Regions from separate parts of the Sus scrofa genome. Here all the other regions are linked to region 2. Evidence: chromatin contacts called from public Hi-C and targeted proximity ligation data. All regions are on one chromosome and are shown on one strand. The core of a region is the stretch at or near the end of the contact, and the rest is flanking DNA. Distances in the headings are between cores, read along the strand shown. Region 1 holds the start of GDAP2 (ganglioside-induced differentiation-associated protein 2). Region 2 holds the start of TRIM45 (tripartite motif-containing protein 45). Region 3 holds the start of CD58 (CD58 molecule).

Evidence for each region. Hi-C and Micro-C count contacts between places; a contact is called where the count stands out from the background.
Region 1: a Hi-C map of heart right ventricle shows a contact between it and region 2, with 4 times the contacts expected there. A contact is called at or near these places in 1 of 5 promoter capture datasets (fetal liver) and 1 of 47 Hi-C or Micro-C datasets (heart right ventricle).
Region 3: a targeted proximity ligation map of skeletal muscle shows a contact between it and region 2, with 2.9 times the contacts expected there. A contact is called at or near these places in 1 of 47 Hi-C or Micro-C datasets (brain) and 2 of 2 datasets of targeted methods (alveolar macrophages and skeletal muscle).

What each region holds. Positions count from the first base shown.
Region 1 is chr4:102,877,432-102,880,131 of Sscrofa11.1, reverse strand. GDAP2 (ganglioside-induced differentiation-associated protein 2) reads right to left here and starts at 1,389. Exons shown (of 14, transcript XM_021090826.1): 1 at 1,243-1,389. WDR3 (WD repeat-containing protein 3) reads left to right here and starts at 1,496. Exons shown (of 27, transcript XM_021089970.1): 1 at 1,496-1,575.
Region 2 is chr4:103,611,786-103,614,486 of Sscrofa11.1, reverse strand. TRIM45 (tripartite motif-containing protein 45) reads right to left here and starts at 1,305. Exons shown (of 6, transcript XM_001929343.5): 1 at 1-1,305. The coding sequence starts at 434.
Region 3 is chr4:104,169,477-104,172,176 of Sscrofa11.1, reverse strand. CD58 (CD58 molecule) reads right to left here and starts at 1,350. Exons shown (of 7, transcript NM_213795.1): 1 at 1,266-1,350. The coding sequence starts at 1,335.

The DNA.
Region 1 (2,700 bases), core at 140-2,639, 730 kb after region 2:
GAAATGAATGCACTCATGACAAAACTTCCACTGAGCCTCTAAGGGGACAGAATTTTTGTGTCTATAGAAAAAATTGTTTTAGTACTGACAGTATTTAAATAGCTTTCTTAAATCAGTAATTCAAGGGGTGTCTTCAAGATGGAATCTAGACTATAAAGTTTTCTACCGAAGCAAAGTTTTTCTCATATATACGCATTTTTCATCTATATAATACAATTCACATTAACTATGAGATATTAACCAGACACGCTCACCTAAGTTCTCCTTTCCACCACCAAACTTACTGAAATAATAGTCTGTTGTCACAATTTCCTCCCTTAACCATTCATCCAACCCGCAGTAATCTTTTTTCAAATACCTAAACAGTTACAATTACTTTCATCTGATCATATACATTCTTTACAATTGCAATTTTCTTGAATATAGAAGACTAGCTGAACATGTCTTAAAAACTCAACGCTTAAAGAAAATCGGATACTATAGATAGAAGTCTTATTTCAGGGCTGGCTGCAGCTATCATACAATAAGTGAAGGCAGAGGCTTATTTCTTCTATACTGTTATATGTTAGCTTTAATTTTTCACAGCTACAGACATCAGAACTCCTTTGTGAACACTTCTATGCAGTTCAAGAATAAGATCGGACAGAAACTGCAAAAGAGAAAAAAGCCCACTTGGTGACAGAGCACTTAAAGCCTCAATTACCATTACCAAGCAAGGAGGAGTCAGCTCCGGTCACTTCCCCCTCAAGCGGCCAAGGAGCGGAAACTGAAAGCCAGACCAATGTCACTCCAGGGACTGCAGGGATCCAGACAACTCAGCATCCTGGGCTCATTGCCTACCCAGCTCTGATTCTAGCTGCTCTCGGTCGGTGGAACGCCCAGTCCACACAGGCGACCCCAAAAATTCGACTCTGGGGTTATATAACTCCAGGGCTCCCGGCCGCCCTAATTCACCTGCACTCCAAGGTGCGCGCCTCCCCAGTGACTCCAGCACCACTGTCCTAATGCCCGGGTCTACCTACTGTATATCCTCTGGTGGGTAACTCGTCCCCGACAGCCCCTCGGACCAGAGGAACCTGACCAACAGCGGGGAAAGAAACGGCAGGTGCATTTTTGCAAAGAATGAGGAGAACCAACCCTCTCGGTCCGCACCCCTAACCTGGGCCGAGTCCGTGCGCCTCCCGCCGCTCCCCCGGCCCGCTCTGCCCCGCCCTCCCTTCCAGCCTCCGTCCCGCCTCTCACAGCTCTCTGGCGGTCCCATCCGGGCGGCAGGTGCGACGGGTTAAGTTCCTCGTGGAAAGCAGCCGAGTCGCATCGCCTGACAACCTGTGCCAGCAGCTCAGTGGTAAACGCGAGCCGAGTCCCAAGAGGCTGGAAGGAGCAGTCGCGGGAGCCCGGGGCTGCAAAACACGGGCTTCCGCTCCCGGCAGGCATCCGCCAATCAGAGCCTTGCTCTGACGTCATTTCCCCTCGAAGGCAAAAGGAACGTTGGGCGGAAGAGGGACCTGGAGCGGACCCGGAAGGGGTGGGCCCAGTGGGCGGGTCCAATCAGCCCAGAACCTCGTGGAGGCCCAGGTGCGTGCAGTGGTCTCGCGGTGGCAGATCGTCTTTGCTCCGCTCCTTTGGTTTGTTTGGTCCTGACTGAGGCCTTCGTGGTGCCAGTAGCAGACAAGCCAGGGGAATTTGGGGGCCCGTAGCTAGGGTGGAGGGGAACCTGAGCTACTGCGAGCGCTTCACTGCTGTCCCGGGGGGCCGTCTGCGGAGCCTGAGGCTGGCGCGTGCGGTGTCGAGCTGGCTGACCCGGGGCTTGCAATGCTCGCCAGAGGATGCTCCCGCAGCGTGGTGGGTGTGAGGAATCCCCACCTCACTCTCTCCTGACTGAAGTCGTGGTTTAGGGGCGTCTGACAGGTTTGTTACCGCGGCCCAGCCTTGCAGCGCATCATAGAAGCATGTTTTGGGGGGCTGTGGGTTAGGAAGCATGGATGTTAGGGGCTCAGAGTAGCGTTATCTCGTGAGCGCTATCCAAAAAGCGTCGAGATCTGTGCACGTTAGATACAAGTGACCAGTTCCAAGTTATATGGAAGATCATTGAAGTACTGAAGCATTGGAAAAGCTTCAGGAATTAGACTAGTCCCGAGGGAAGTGGGCCTCAGAGGATAACACTAATTAAAATAGGTAGATAGGAGAGGAATATCATGAAGGCAAGGCACAGCACAAGGAGGGTAACCAACTAGCCTGACAGGAGAAAGGTTATGTGAGAAATAAAGAGGGATAAATGGGTTGAGTTTGGGGGAACTGAAAACAGTTTCGCTTTTTCAAGGGCTTTGGGATAGTGCATCTGATAAAATTAGGTCGTATTACGACTTTTAAATGAAAAACCTGGAGGCGGTGGTGCTGCATAGAAAATTGGTGCAGGAACCCAGTGATTAAGCCACTGGAACAGAAAGTTGTGGAAAGAGGGAAAAGAATCCTACTTCAGACAGGACAGAGGGTAAGAGAAGTAGTTTAGTGGTTTAAAGAAGAAAATTTGGAGTTTGACGGGATTGTAATCTGGCTTTGGCACTTAAAACCAGCTGAATGACTTTGGGCTAGCTGTTTCATTCTATGTGCCTTGTTTCCTAATCTGTAAAATGCAGGTAGTAACGCACCTATCTTGCAAGGTTATTGTGAATTTTTTTTTATACTCTTACAGTATGCTAG
Region 2 (2,701 bases), core at 56-2,555:
TTCTCCACTTCCCTGTCGCTGCACAGGTCACACACCAGGCCCTGGCCTTCCCCACGCAGACTCTCCAGCATCACATCATTCATGGCCAGGTGGTCTATGGTTAAAGCCTTCACTCCACCCATGGGCAGGTCCACCTGAGCATCACATACCGGACAGAGGATGCCGATCTGCGGCTGCAGAGTGCATGGCTTGAGTTCCTGGAATATTGACCCCTCAGAGCTTGTGTCAGAGTCTCCCCCACGGATGTCCACTACTGAGAAGGGTTCCAGCTGCTCCAGACAGGTGGTGCAAACTGTGTGCAAACAAGGCAAGAGCCTGGGGGTCTTGAAAAGCCCCATGCACAAAGGGCAGTGAGTCTTGCCTGAGTTCCCAGGTGTGGTCCCACATGGGAGTTTGCCCACGAAGCCCAGCAGCGGCTTCCTGTTTTCTGCCATATTCCCCACGTTTGTGCTCAGTATCAGAAAAGACCCTGGGCAATTCTATAATGAAGTAGTAGGTGATTAGGCCCACCCAAAGAGAAAGTTTCCAAAACTTGAACAGAGACCATGGGGACTCTCTCTTTGGCAAATCAAAGGGCAAAAAGTTAGAGGATTCCTTAAAGGAACCGCCCACAGAACTACTCAACAGGGCCCCCTCCTTTGCAAGGCATCCCATACCAGACACGCCCACGGCCTCCTCTAACCCCCTAAATCCTCCGAGGAGGCGCTTCCAGGTCTAAGTCTCCTGCTAGACTTCTGAACCCCTGCATCTCTAACACCCTCTACTATCACCCCCCTCCCGCTGCCACCCGTCCGGCCCCGCGCCAGACACGCGACAAGTGCCGTCCCCGCCCTCGCGTGATGCGGTTGGGGGGCCTCCCGCTCCTTCCCCCAACCCGGCCCTCCGCGGAAGGCACATGGAGGACGAGGGTGCTGCGAGGTCTTGCCGGCTCTTCGGTTGCCACCGCCTGCCCACTTTCCGGTCCAAGGTGGTGCCCGATGGCTCCGGCCCTTTCTCACACCAATCCCAGTCGGGGGCTACTCGGGCGAGTCCAATCACCTTGGGAGAGGCGCGGCCTTCGCCGCAGCAGGACCCGCCGCCCTTCAGAGTGACACCAGCGGCACCCAGTAAGCTTTGGAAATTCCACATCTTGGCCGGTGCCCTCCGGGAAGGGGCGGGATCAAACTAAAGGCAGGAGGCGGGGCTGTCTGCGGGGTTAGTCCTCGGAAGAAGAAAAGACTGAGGCTGGGAGTGAGCGGCATAGTACAGCCGGCGTCACCGTTTTACGGTGACTGTCCCTTTCTCTATGGCTGCGGCGATCAGAGAGGCCAGAGGAGCACTTAAAAAGCCGCGCTGATGGGCCACGGGACCGCCTCCCCCGCGCCCTCGGATTGGTCCCACGATCCCAGTTTGGGCCCTCCCATTGGTGGGTGGCGCTGTCAGTTGGTGCCGGGCTCCGCCCGGGGCGTTGAAAGGGGAGGTGTTTTCCTGGTTGTCGAGGTTTGGGATGTGTGCGGTTACTGGCGTTTCTTCTCCGAGCTGGTGTCAGCCTGAGAGTTCCCCTCTGGGCTTCCCAGCTTATTTTAGCTCTGGAGTCCCTCAGGACTAGCGGGCTGGGTACAAGAGCTTCTAGAAGAGGCTTGCTGGCTCCTGGCGTTTTCCGACCCAGGCTGGTTCGGAAGACCCCTCAGGGAGACCGTTGCACCGAGGTCTAGCGTTGCCTTCGTCCGGCCAGCGCCCAGGAGCCGACTCCCCGTTCCCTGGAGTCGGAGAAGCAGTTTTTTCACCCATCCGGGGCAAGAGGTGCGGATGACTAAGGGGTGGTTTTTCATTCAGAATTCTACAGCTTTGTGTAAGAGAAACAGGGCACGTTTGTCCCCCCGTTTTTATCCGTCAGGGAGGGCCGGTGGCTGGTCACAATGGGGTAGTGGAAGGTGTCAAGGAGGGATAAGCCCTTTGTGGGCTCACAAACTAAGGGGAAAATGAACCCATCAGGCACCCTTTCCTTCGCGATTCACAGTTTCTTGGTCTCCTTCTTTTAAGTGTCCTCAGGAGTCTGCTGATTTAGCCGTATCTGGGATTTTACCTGGGATGTAGGCCTTTTATCTCCCAAGTTCCACACGTGGTAACCCTCTGGCTTCTTACCCTCCATCTGTTCTCATTATCTTCGGCACTTAAGCCCCTGGAGGAGGCCTGATTATCTACCTCACAGCTCGCTTTATTCATCACCTCTTGGACTTGATTTGGACCCAGTGGGCAACTGTCTCACTGATGTCTTCATTATCCATTCCATGCTATAGGCACAGTGCCTGGAGCCTAAGCTCTTTTAAAAACAAAAAAAAGTAGAATCTAAAACAACACTCTGAAATATGAAAAGAAAACTATAAAATCAGAAATTGGAATGTTTGGCCATTTCTAAAATATGTTAATGAGTCAAATGCCACTTTTATATGTAAATTATATGTAATTTCCTAAAGGAAGCATGCCGGCAAAGGTCTTAAAATAGTTCTTACCTAGATTTTTTTGTGGCTTCTTGTCCTTCTCTGTACCTACTGACTCGGAATCTGCTTTCTCCACTCCAGTATGAAGTCAGTCGCAGCAACTGCAGACTTGGATTTGTTATATATCCTTGCTCTGAACTTCACCTCAACACTCCCCGATGCCTTGTGATGCTTTGCTTCATCTCTTATTCATGCTCTTATCATATTTCCCATGGTAGATG
Region 3 (2,700 bases), core at 101-2,600, 560 kb before region 2:
TGCTCCCGCATCTTTCTTACTTGTGTCCTCCTCTTGGAATCTTTTCCCCACATCATGGCATGTCCCCTTACCACCTGTCCCCAGAGGCCGGGTTCAAGTACCCTCCCTTCCATGAAGTCTTTGCTCCGCAAAAGATATTTGGTTTCACAAAAGGTGCTACTGCCTTCCCTCTGCATGCCGACGGCACTTTATGTTTCCCGCTTTTACAACATTCAGTTCTGTGTCTTTCAGTGTGGGTACTTTTGCAGCATATCTCAGCCTCCCACCCCCCTCCCAGGCTGTCCTCCATAGCCAGTGCACCTCACAGGCACCCAATAAACGCTGAACGCAGAGTGGAAAGGGAAGGCTGATCCAGTGGACGTGCCGAGGGGGCCAGCAGTGGGGAATCCCAAGGAAAGAAGTACTAGGTAAGGGGGTTGTTACTATGCCCCGGAGGTTTGGCTATGACTTAACCAGGGGCCTGAGTGGGAAGAGACTGATGAGGTTGGGGAGGGAAAAAGTGGAGACCAAGATACCTAGTCCACGGGGCTGTCTTGACGGTTTAGCTGAAGACGTGCTAAAGGGATGAACGAGGTCCTGCACAGTTACTAGTTAGTCATTTTAGGTTCGGAAGGAAAGGGAGGGCCCAGGGGCACCTGCGGCTCTACCTGAGAATCCTCAATTGAGGCCCTCATCTTCTGGCTGCAGGCCAATTCTGAAACTCCGCCCCCGGCCGGGGCGCGGGGGGTTTGGCCTCGGCCGCAGCCGGCCCACCAAGCCTGGGAGGGCAGACTGCGCTTTCCGAAGCCCGGGGCGGCCCGCCCCGGACGAGCTCACAGGCTGCGGAAGCTCTGAAAGTCCGCTCAACTTCTGGGCGGCGGACCCGCGGGCGGGAAGTAACTTAGTCCTTGAGTCACACAGAATAAGGCCCCTCTTCCGAAAGAATACGGACTGGATGAGTGAGGACCGCGGTGAGGGTGGCGGGTTACGAAGCCTCCCTAGAGGAAGGCAAGCGCGCAGGGCAGGAGAGCAAGCCGGGGTCCCGTTTTGTTTTTCCCAAACAGGCTCCAGAGCCTGCGGTCCAAGTTTCTTGCTGACCACCCTAGGGAGACTTGTGGATGCCACCACCAGGTCCCGCGCGCCGGCTGCGTGCCCCCCGCCACCCGTGCCATCCCAACTTGCAGCCGCCTTGGGCCGCGCCCGTCCACCTGGCCCCGGAGCCCTAGGGCCACTGACACCGCGCGCCGCCTGGTCCCCGCGGGCTTCCCAGAAAGGCCTCCACTCACCCAACCAGAGCAGCAGGAAGATCACGTCGGGGGCCCGCACGGCCCACCTTAGGGCTCTCCCCGAGGCCATGGCGGTCCGGCCTTTCTCTGCGACAAGGACCCAGCTCCGCGTCGCCTCCGATGGCCGAAGAGGGCCGTCCCCACCCCCGTCCCCGCCCCGGTCCCCGCCCCGCCTCGCCTCGCCTGGCTCCGCCCCAGTTTGGGCGAGTCTTTCCTCCTTCCAGAGAACGCGGTCCGACCCCGGTCTTGCCTGCTGTTCCGCCTCCACCCGCTCGGCTCAGAGGAGCCCTCCCCCAAAAGTGGCTTGCGTTTTTACAACCAGGTTTATCCTCGTTCCTCCCGCACCTGTCCTTGGCGTTTTTGGAACGTGATAAGAGGCCCCCATAGCTGGGGGTGTCGGATGGCCGAGAGCTCCGCCCCACTCTCCTGGGGGTGACAGTAGAACTCCGGGCTGGAACAGGGAGGTTCCACAGCGCCGTATTTCCTCCGCGTCTCCAGCAGCCGCGGCAGCGCAGAGCTCGCTTTTCCTGCCAGCGTCTCTGCTAGGACGGCTCTGCACGAGACAGCCTCGCTGAACCACAAAGGCACGTCGGACACCTGCTGGAATGTGCGGTTACCTCGTGCGGCCTCTTCCCCCCTAAGCACCTGACTCCCCTCATTCAAGCGCAGCCGCCTTTCCTTAAGATTGACCCCCACCCCACACTCCCTCACGGTAGCTGCGATTTCCAGCCTTGGGTTTCTCCCTTCTATTTCCTCTTTGTTTTACTCTTCCTCCATGTCCACTTCAGACTCGCCCTCGAGCTGCTCACTCCCTCACTGTTTGGCCTTCCCAAATCCCTCTTCCCAGGCTGCATCGGACTCACCGTCTTATTGGCTAGACTCCTACCTTCAAATCCGTCTGATCCCAGACCCCCTGACTGTGCTCCCAGAACCAGCTCCTGGCATCAGCTTTCCTGTCAGCCCCCTTTCCTTCTGAGAGAAGCATCAGAATGACCCCTGCCCAGCTGTTGCTGTTCTGGAAACTCTTCCTCACCATGTGGGCAGGAAACTTCTCCCTGACCTGGACTCCTGACCTGGATGGACTCTGTTGTCAAATAAACACTAACCTGTTTGCCAGTAGTGAAATAGTGGAAACCTGCTTTAATCTTGCTGTCACTGCCATCATCCTCAAGTAGGGACCCCCAAACCACACAAGACACTCGAACTACACTCAAAGTCATGAATTAATTCTTAAATTAGCCAGGAAATGGTAAAAGCTATCTATCTGTGAAATTTCAGGGACCAACGTCTTGTACCATAAAGCCTGCTACCTTCAGACATTCCCTATCACCTGTAGATATTGGTGATACACAAGGCAGGGACAGTGTGTAGCACAAAATGTGAGAAGATCAAGTGTCTGCCCTGGGCTGCTAAGAACTCGGGCTAACTTGAATAG